Regions from separate parts of the Sus scrofa genome. Here all the other regions are linked to region 1. A link is a contact called in public HiChIP or PLAC-seq data. All regions are on one chromosome and are shown on one strand. Each heading gives the region's core, a stretch centred on a gene start, on an enhancer-like site or on the middle of the called end of the contact. The rest is flanking DNA. Distances are from core to core; before and after follow the strand shown. Region 1 holds the start of BRD2 (bromodomain containing 2). Region 2 holds the start of TAP2 (transporter 2, ATP-binding cassette, sub-family B (MDR/TAP)). Region 3 holds the start of RXRB (retinoid X receptor beta).

Region 1 (3,020 bases), core at 275-2,774:
CCCGGGGCCTTGCAAATCTGCCCTGAGGCCCATCAGGGGACCGATCAGGGAAGAAAAATTTAGGAGGTCGAGAGAATACGGAGCCTTAGAAAGGGAAAGGGCAGCCAGACATTACTCTGGCTTATTTCCCTGCATTCCGGAAAATCACTGCTCTCCGCTCCCTTCCAATCCTCCCTTCCCCCACATGAGTCACAGGGGAGGCCACTGCTACTCAGTAATTTGGAAAAGTAACTCTTCCCTCCTTTCCGTTCCCTCCCCCGCAGTACACAAGGAGAGATCTGTTCAGGAATGGGGGAGGGGGTGAAAGAGGCAAAAGACGCCACCCTGGAGAAACCCGAAACCTTTGGAGCTGTGAAATCATTCCAGGTCCTGAGACTCGCTCTCTCCTGTCCCAAGCCACGATTTCCAACCCTTCTCAAGACCCACGTTGGTCCTGGTTTCTGCTCCCCAGGGGACCCCCGAGTTTTCAGCCAGCAAGCCCTCCCCAGTTTGGGGTAGACCCATGCTCAACTAAGACCCCACCAGGGCAACGAAGGCTCCGGAGGCCAGGTCCACGTGAATGCACACAAATTCGATAAAGGACTCGAAGCGTAACCTCCACCATGCCATGTGATGACTGCCATCTCCCTACCGCTGACACAAAGGAAGCACAGAAATGCTCCTTCCAGTCTATGGGGAGAAAGGGAGTGGGCGCCTGGGAACAATCTCAGTTCACAACCTGGGTTGTCAACTCTAAGTATTTACATCTACGGGTAGGAGCTAGTCACCACTCCCACTCCTCAGCCCACTAGGTCACCCCTCCCTCCGGCCACCAAAAGGATCCCTTCTCACCTGGCTCCAGGCTCCTGCACCCCCAAGGGACGAATGGAATGGGGGGAGGGGGAACACACCACCCCCACGCCCCTTTGCCCTCCAATTGGTATGGAGACAGAGGTTGGCCATTCCCCTCCCCCAACGAGGGCCCTCTCCTGCTCGCCCCCCTCCATGCTCCCATTGGCTGTAAACTGTTTGAAGGACAAATCTTCCCATCCTTAGGATTCTTCTCTGAACCCCAAGAAAATCATCCTCCCGGACTCCCCATCATTGGTTAGGCACTTAAATGACTGGCAACATCCCCGCCCCGCAAGGGCCCCTTCTCACCTCGATCCTGGAACCTTCCAGGGGGGCTCCAGTGTTCCCCTCGGCTTGGTGCGGGGGGAGGATGTAATCCGGGGTGTCACCCCCCCGGAAACCGAGGTTGTGTTGGGGGAGGGGGCGTTGCCCCCAGCCCCTCCCTTCCCGACCGAGCTGGGGGGTGGGGAGAGCATCGGGACCGCGCGGCCACGTCAGCTGCACCCAGATTGGCTGACCCAGGTCATGTGCCAGCCGCCCCCCCTCCCCCCGCCACGGGGGCCAGTTTTCCGAAGGTTCCTGAGGGTCGCGCCAAGGGGCCAAAGGAGCCTCAAGGCCCAGACCTTTCCTCACAGACCTAGAGTACTCTAATACCGCCGATTCTCCATATCCCCGGCTTCCTAGCTCGCTGTCGTCGACCCTGTCCCCCCCACTCGCCTCTCCGTACGGGTTCAGCATGGCTGCCGCAGCCCGGGAACCCACACAGCGCAGGCGCAAGGGTGCGACCGACTTGGGGGGGAAGGGAAAGTAGAGCCCGAGGCAGCGGGGGAGAGCAGTAGTGCGCAGGCGTCAGGGCGGGCGCCGCAGCTCCCGCGGCGGGGCTCAGTGCGCGCGCAGTGGGTGGGGCGGAAGCAGGCACCGCGCGCGGACCTCCCGCCTCAGCGGCCCCTCCTCCACTGCCGGCGGCCTCCTGGACTTGGTTCCTTTTCCACAGGTGTAAGGTGCAGCTTGGGACGCCCTGGCCGGAGTCCAGCGGAAACGCGCGCTGCCCAGCTGTTGTCAGTGGAGGAAAATGGGGCCTGGACCTGGAGTTTTAAGGGTTTGCAGGATGGGGTGTAGTGTGGTTCCACGTCGGGAGACGGAGTTTTATCACCACCCTCGTCATGCCTGCGGCGGGGAGATGAGGCGCGGGAGGTTGATGTGGGCATTTTGTTTGACCTGTTTGTCTTAGGCTACTTTATAACTTCTCATTTCCCCCGAATCTACGAAGACTTCGTTGAGACCTGCCAGTGCTTGGACTCCTCTGCCTTCTGCAAAACCTAACACTTTTACTTTTTTTCTGGACTTGCCTCCACCGTTTAAAACTTCTGCTTTTTCTAAGGCTTTACCCTTTGCTCGGTCTTGAAACCCATAAAAATCTGATCCAGTGATGGTTGCCAGCTAAAGCAGATCTTTTATTGTTCATAGGCAATACTCCCTCCCTTGATCCTCAGAATGTGGTTCAGATTTTTTACTTTTAATTCATAACGCCCACTCTCCACAAACGGAACATTACAGAAAGGCCAACTTGCAGAACTCTTGGCTTTCCGACTGGGACATGTCTGTGTTCCTTTACCATTGTACCAGAAGTCCCCTCCAGCTTAAGGAAATTTTTCTTTTTTGACCTGGTCACATTTAGGTATTAGTCTGAAGCTATCCTCCATTTTTCTCCCAATTGGCATTTTTAACTTCTTCCTTTTATGGGTTTCCCAGCCTAAAAACAAGGAAAGAAAGGAAATAACCTTATCGATATTGCATCCCCTTGTACACTCTTATTTACCTCTCAGCTCCCCTGCACAGTCACGACCTGAAACCATCCCCTTTGTACTCTTTTTTACCTCTCAGCTCTCCTGCACAGTTAAGACCTGAAACGGTCTTAATTTTCCTCTCTCAACCTCGTCCCCATTCTTCAGCTCGTTTCTTCTACTACTGAAGCTGTCCTAGCAAAGGTCACCAAAGACCTCCTAATTGGCAAATCAGGAAGCACCAGTTCTCATCTTATTTGACCTCTCTGAAGTATTTGACATTTGATCATGCTTCCTGAAATTCTCTACAGGCTTGATTTCTGTGACCAGTTTGTACTTATTTCTTTTCTTGCTTGTCCAACTTTTCCTCTGGTCTCTTTCGTGGACTCTTCTTTAGCCCCTGTG
Region 2 (3,020 bases), core at 373-2,872, 94 kb after region 1:
AGCACAATAAAAGAAAACGGTTACACACATGCCTCTGTGTTGTGGCTGAGTGGGCGTTGGGTGGGGATTGTTGGGAGGAGGGGGCAGGAAATCCACTCAGACTTTTCCTGAGAAGAGATATGCAACCCCCCCCCAAGAAGTGGGGCCTCACCAAATATTTCTCCTGGGTTTTCCTTCCATATTCATCTCTCCAGACCTCGGGAAGGCTCATTGTCTGTGCACATTTACCAGCAATTTAATTTGGTTTAGGGTCCTTTCTATGGGAGCTCCGCCTGGAGACGTCTTGGGAGGTCGGTGGTGAATGGTTTGGGCATCTGGGAGAAGGACACTTAGAACAACCGTTTCTGGTGCTGTAGAGTAGGATGAGAAAGCTTCCACCTAACGTGTGGGCCATAATAATTGCCACCGTGGTCCCACTGACCTCGAACACGGTGGAGAGACTGGATAGGAAGTGGAACGATGGACATTCGGGGTTCAGTTTCATGCTGTGTCACACTCAATTGCTAGATGACAAGACCGTGATTGAAATGGAAGAGGAGATAAGAAGGACTCGCTGAGGTGGGGAACATGAGGAAAAAGTAACTAGCTGGGAAAGATGAGACATACGAGAGCCTCTGCGTCACTCTGGAGCTGCAGGAGGGAGCAGGACAATGTCATGGCTCCAAGGAGAGTTGTTCAAAGGAAGAGCTTGTAGGAAGCAGCTGAGCGTGGAGCTTTTCCATTAGAGAGATCCTTAAAATCCCCACATGGACAGGGTTGGAGAAGTTTTAGTAATTCCCTAACTTCAATCTCCCCCTCCCCACTTTAAATTTGAAGTGACTCACTCCTCCTCACGCCAATGACCTTTCAAAAAGATGGACTGGAATCCACTGGACTCCAAGTGATCCTCCCTTGGGGGTTATTTTGAGTCTGGGAGGTAGTTTCAACCTGAATTGTTATTTCTGGAATAAAGCAAGCTTCACAGTCCATAGACAGGCCCTGGATCAGGCAGGACCCATGGAAATCGGATTCCTGTGCTACTCAGTGTTAAAATAGACCAAGAAACAAAGTCCCCTTCCTTCATGTACCGACAGTGCTCCCAGCTTAATTTGGAGCATCAATTTAGAGGTGTCTGACACATTCTCTGCTCAGGAGCTGTTGACAAAGATAGAAGACGACACGGGGTGAGGCCTTCTCAGCTCAAAATCTGTAAGTTGAAACCCATGGTAGGTCCTGGTAGGAGCAGTTGCGGCTTCTATTTAGGAGAAATTCTGTGTGTTTCTTGCTCGGGATCTGGCTCTGTTTTTTCTATCTCAAGAGCCTACAACTGGAGCTTTGATAAGAAAAGAGAGCAGTTCTCAAAACAGGTTCAGGGCTGGGGCAAAGAGAACTTGAGGTAAGAAAATCCAGCGGTTCTCCAACTATTTCGTGGCAATTTTCTTAGTGGCAATTTAAGAAATGCAACCGTTTCCTATGATAGAGTAACTGCTGCTGAGAGTGGGCGATTTAAGCCCGGGCCTGGCAAGTGGAGCGGGACTTGGGCGTGTCCCTGGGTCTGCGGTGTCGCGCGCCCCCTGCTGGCCGCCGGGCACAGAACAAGGCACGCGCTGGGGAAGCGAAAGCGAAAGGCGCGGGGAGCCGGGACGCCCCGGCCCGGAGAGCATCGCCCGCAGATCGAGGGGAGACAACGTTGAGACAGTGCGAGGGGGTTCCGAGCTCAGCCCTCCGAGCTCAGCCCTCCGCACTTAAAGGAAAGATCCCTGGAGCTGCATCGCAGAAGCCGCCGCTGGTGAGTGGGGCGGGTGGAAGTCTAGAGCGCTAAGGGGACGCAGCCCACCTACCGCCTCCCCCGCTCGGTGTACGGTGATTCCTGTCCCTAAGGTCCGGGGGAAGAGAGGGAGCGAGGCAGGGACCGCCCGGCCGCCCGCTGGAACACGGCGGCGGCTGGCAGAGGAGTGGGGCGGGGGTTGGGGGGAGGGTAATGGGACTTTTTTTTTTTAAGATGAGGCTGCAGGTGGTCAGGCTTCCCAGCGCCTTCGGTCAGGCCGAATGCCTTGTGTCCTAGGAGGGAGCACAGGGTACTCGGTAGGGTTGGGTAAATCGAGTGGGAAGCCCATGGGCGCGTTGGGAGGAGTGGGAATGGGGGCGGGGGTAGCGCCGAGGACTGGGACTCCACCCCTGGCACTTCTCCCCTTCTCCCCACAGACCTCGCCATGCGGCTCCCTGACCTGAGACCCTGGGCCGCCCTGCTGCTGGCGGACTCGGCCTTACTCTGGCTGCTCCAGGGACCTCTGGAGGCTCTGCTTCCTCGAGGGCTTCCAGGCCTGTGGCTGGAGGGCATCTTGCGACTTGGAGGGCTTTGGTGGCTGCTGAGGCTGGGAGGGCTGCTGGGATATGTGCGGACACTGCTGTGCCCCCTCTGCCTGGTGATCCCCTTCTTTCTCTCCTTGAGGGCCCTGGTCCCAGGAGCCTTGAGTGCTCCCCCAGCCAGAGTGGCTTCAGCCCCTTGGAGCTGGCTGCTGCTGGGGTCCGGGGCTGCGGGGCTCAGCTGGGCAGTGTGGGCAGTGCTGAGCCCTCCAGGAGCCCAGGAGAAGAAGGAGGACCAGGAGAACAACAGAGCTTTGATGTGGAGGTTGCTGAAGCTCTCCTGGCCGGACTGGCCTTTCCTGGCTGCTGCCTTCTTCTTTCTTGTCCTTGCCGTGTTGGGTGAGTCAGGAGAGGGCGCAGTGAATTGGAGGTGGGAAAAGGCCCTTGGCAGCAGCCTATTCACTGTGGTCCTCATGTCTCTTGCAGGTGAGACACTAATCCCTTACTATTCTGGCCTCGTGATTGACATCCTGGGGGGTGATTTTGACCCTGATGCCTTTGTCAGCGCCATCTTGTTCATGAGTCTTTTCTCCGTTGGGAGGTAGGTGATGGGTGATTTGCTGGCTCCAGGTGTTGACAGGGGCCCTCACTTTCCTAACTCTGTTTTCAGACCATTTTGTGCACAAGGCACAAAATACTTAAACTAAAATCTCCATGTGTTTACTCATTCGCCA
Region 3 (3,020 bases), core at 219-2,718, 92 kb before region 1:
ACTCTAAGATTTGAGGTCACTTACCCAGAGCATGAGGAATGAGGTGCAGGAAGGCATCTCCCAAGAGCCCACCCGAAGCAAAACTCAGCAGGATCTGGAGCAGAGAGCGGTGCCGAGGTGAGTTGGACTCCACCGGGATAAGGAAGAGGACGAAAAATGGAGCTGCAGAGATGAGCACTGTGGCCCCTAGTGCCTAGTGAGGGAAAGTCAGGGGTCAAGAGGTGTGGGACTTCCCAACAATCCAGAACTCGCCCCCCTCTGCCCCATCCCGGGGGACTCACATAGGCCCAGAGAGTGACAGTGTCCAAGTCCTGCTTGATGCCTGGAGCCCCAGATTCCCCATAGCCTCCATGGCTGTGCTCATGGTCATGTCCGTGTCCTGGGTGGTAGAGGCTCTCATGGGAGTCGCCATGAATATGGCCATGGTGCAAATCCTCATGTGAATGTCCATGATCGTGACCGTGGGTATGCCCATGCCAGATGCTCTCATGAGTATGGCCATGGCCATGGGCATGGCTGTGTCCATGGTGGAAATCCTCATGTGAATGCCTGTGGCTGTGGCCATGCAAGTCCTCCTGCAGGTCTTCGTACAGGTCGCCATGACCCCCGTGTCCGGCCACTAGCAGCCCCAAGGCTGCCCACGTCAGCAGTCCCACGGCCACCCTGTGGGGGGCCCCCAGGCCTCTGGCCATCACGCTGACCAGAGGGACACAGACAATGACTCCACTTGACCCTCAACTGTATACCTATACAGGGTCCGCTTTACTCCGATAGCGCCCTCTGTCCACGTCTATGGACCGCTTCCCCGTCCCATTCTGTCCCCACCCACATTGTCCCCAAGATTCGTTTTCTTTATCCCGAACCCCTTCCCGGATGTAGGGCCCCCGGGATACCGCTCTAGGCTTTGATCCTCCACTCTTGGACTCTCTGGGCCCTCGTCTCTATGGCCCACTAGTTGAGAAAAAAGGCTTGGAAAGGACAGCAGAGAAAAGCGGGCTATTCTCACCGGCTCCGGGATCCTCTCCTTTCCCGGTTTGCTCGGACGTGGCAGTCCCACCTCCAGCTCCCGCGAGAACAGGGAATTCGGTTCTACCTTGGTCCCAATACTTTACCAATATGGCCGCATCCCGGTAGCTATGAAGCGCGCCTGTCCTGGCGCGCACGCGCGAGTGTGGAGGTTATTTGAGGGGATGCTGGGCGAGGCCGCTTAACAGGCTGGAGGAGACCGCCTCCTCGGTTTCCAACTAGACGAGGGGGCGGGAACTAGCGCGGAGACTTCCCGTCTATACCAAGATGGCTGCCACATCGGCGCTGTCATTTGGGTACAGAGCAGAGCGAAGCGCTTAATTTGACTCGGTTCAGGCCAAAGTCTTTTTCTCTGGGGCTTCCTCGTGCTAGCCGAATTCCCCGATCAGTTCTTGAGAATCCCTGGTACCCTCTCGGCATCCCTACACTCAGCCAGGAATCATGTCTTGGGCGGCTCGCCCGCCCTTCCTCCCCCAGCGGCATGCCGCAGGGCAGTGTGGGCCGGTGGGGGTGCGAAAAGAAATGCATTGTGGGGTCGCGTCCCGGTGGCGGCGGCGGCGGCCCTGGCTGGATCCCGCAGCGGCGGCGGCGGCAGCGGCAGCCGGAGAACAACAAACCCCGGAGCCGGAGCCGGGGCAGGCTGGACGGGACGGGATGGGCGACAGCGGGCGGGGTGAGTGTCCTAACAGACGGACAGGCAAGGCAGTGACCGCGTTATCAGCAGCCCCTACCCCCCCTCCCCTGATGCTCTTTCCCAGGCGCTCCCGCCCCCTTGTTTGTAAACACGCGTCCCCTCCCTCCCGAGGGCCTTAGCGCCCTCCCCCCGGGGCGGGGCGGGGAAGGGGAGCTTCCGCCGTCCGAGGGGTGGCCGGCCGCTTGAGGCCTTACACTCCTGAGATCCCAGGAGTGGGACAGTAGACCTTGAGCTTGAGGATTCTGGACGTTTGAAGGCAGATTCTGCGTCCTAGGAGGGGTCTCTTCCGCCTGTCTCTTTTCCCTGCTTGGTTTGGCTCCAAACTGGGAATGGAGGTGCTGACTGGTCCACACCACGTGCTGCCCCACCCACACGAGATGCCCCAGGCCTGGGGTGACCAAATGCATTGCTTGGAACGTGCCTCACCTGAACTGTCCTCTTCTTTGGCAACCCCTTCCTCTCACCACAGTTAGGAGTTAAGCCGTTGTTTGACAGCAGGGTACCTCTGAACTTAGGAAGGGGTGGGTGGGGTGGGGTGGGGTGGGGGTGCGGTGGGGGATCAGAGAAAGAATTAAAAGTCTCCGGTTGGATGATCGAAGACTCATTTTCTCTTTTTGTCTCTCCTGTCTGTGTCTGCCTGTGTGTACCCCTCCCCAGACTCCCGAAGCCCAGACAGTTCCTCCCCAAATCCCCTTCCCCAGGGGGCCGCTCCCCCTTCTCCTCCTGGGCCACCCCTACCACCTTCAGCAGCTGCATCCCTTGGAGGCTCTGGGGCCCCACCCCCACCCCCGATGCCACCCCCCCCACTGGGCTCCCCCTTTCCAGTCATCAGCTCTTCCATGGGGTCCCCTGGTCTGCCCCCTCCAGCTCCCCCAGGATTCTCCGGGCCTGTCAGCAGTCCCCAGGTGAGAGGTTGTGACCCACTTCCTGCCTCTCCACTTTCATTTCCTGTTTTCCTGTGACTCCACATCCTTGAGTGAACTTCCCCATGGCCCCTTGACCTGCCAGGCCTGAAGTCCTTTCGAGACCCCTTGCCCTTCCTGAAGTGACTGATCGTTCAGTACATGCCTCCTCCCCGACCCTATAAAAGAACCCAGGTGTTCTTGATGTCCCTTTCCATCTATTAGTGATTGTTTTTTTTTTTTTTTTTTTTTTTTTTTTTTTGCCCTTTTTGTCCCAGCTGCCCTTCTGAGATACAAGCCTTCGGGGCCATTGTGTTGCACAATTTCAGGGGGACCTTTATATCTCATCCTCTTTGGGGTTGTGCTCATTGGGGGTGGCCCTTCATGGGCACTGCAGT

What was found. HiChIP or PLAC-seq counts read pairs in DNA pulled down with a chosen protein or histone mark.
Region 2: an H3K27ac HiChIP or PLAC-seq map of alveolar macrophages shows a contact between it and region 1. The contact joins the promoter of TAP2 here to the promoter of BRD2 in region 1. A contact is called at or near these places in 1 of 5 promoter capture datasets (fetal liver), 4 of 47 Hi-C or Micro-C datasets (blood, embryonic fibroblasts, epiblast stem cells and 1 more) and 2 of 2 datasets of contacts at active chromatin or transcription factors (alveolar macrophages and skeletal muscle).
Region 3: an H3K27ac HiChIP or PLAC-seq map of alveolar macrophages shows a contact between it and region 1. The contact joins the promoter of RXRB here to the promoter of BRD2 in region 1. A contact is called at or near these places in 2 of 5 promoter capture datasets (fetal liver and liver), 5 of 47 Hi-C or Micro-C datasets (brain, epiblast stem cells, fetal skeletal muscle and 1 more) and 2 of 2 datasets of contacts at active chromatin or transcription factors (alveolar macrophages and skeletal muscle).

Annotation. Positions count from the first base shown.
Region 1 is chr7:25,149,162-25,152,181 of Sscrofa11.1, reverse strand. It overlaps BRD2 (bromodomain containing 2), which reads right to left and starts at 1,524. Exons shown (of 13, transcript NM_001123085.1): 1 at 1,141-1,524.
Region 2 is chr7:25,055,465-25,058,484 of Sscrofa11.1, reverse strand. TAP2 (transporter 2, ATP-binding cassette, sub-family B (MDR/TAP)) reads left to right here and starts at 1,622. Exons shown (of 12, transcript NM_001206441.1): 1 at 1,622-1,768; 2 at 2,185-2,685; 3 at 2,773-2,887. The coding sequence starts at 2,193. It overlaps PSMB8 (proteasome (prosome, macropain) subunit, beta type, 8 (large multifunctional peptidase 7)), which reads left to right. Exons shown (of 6, transcript NM_213935.2): 6 at 1-29.
Region 3 is chr7:25,241,102-25,244,121 of Sscrofa11.1, reverse strand. RXRB (retinoid X receptor beta) reads left to right here and starts at 1,468. Exons shown (of 10, transcript NM_001190246.1): 1 at 1,468-1,699; 2 at 2,378-2,625. The coding sequence starts at 1,468. SLC39A7 (solute carrier family 39 member 7) reads right to left here and starts at 1,112. Exons shown (of 7, transcript NM_001131045.1): 1 at 282-1,112; 2 at 25-193. The coding sequence starts at 692.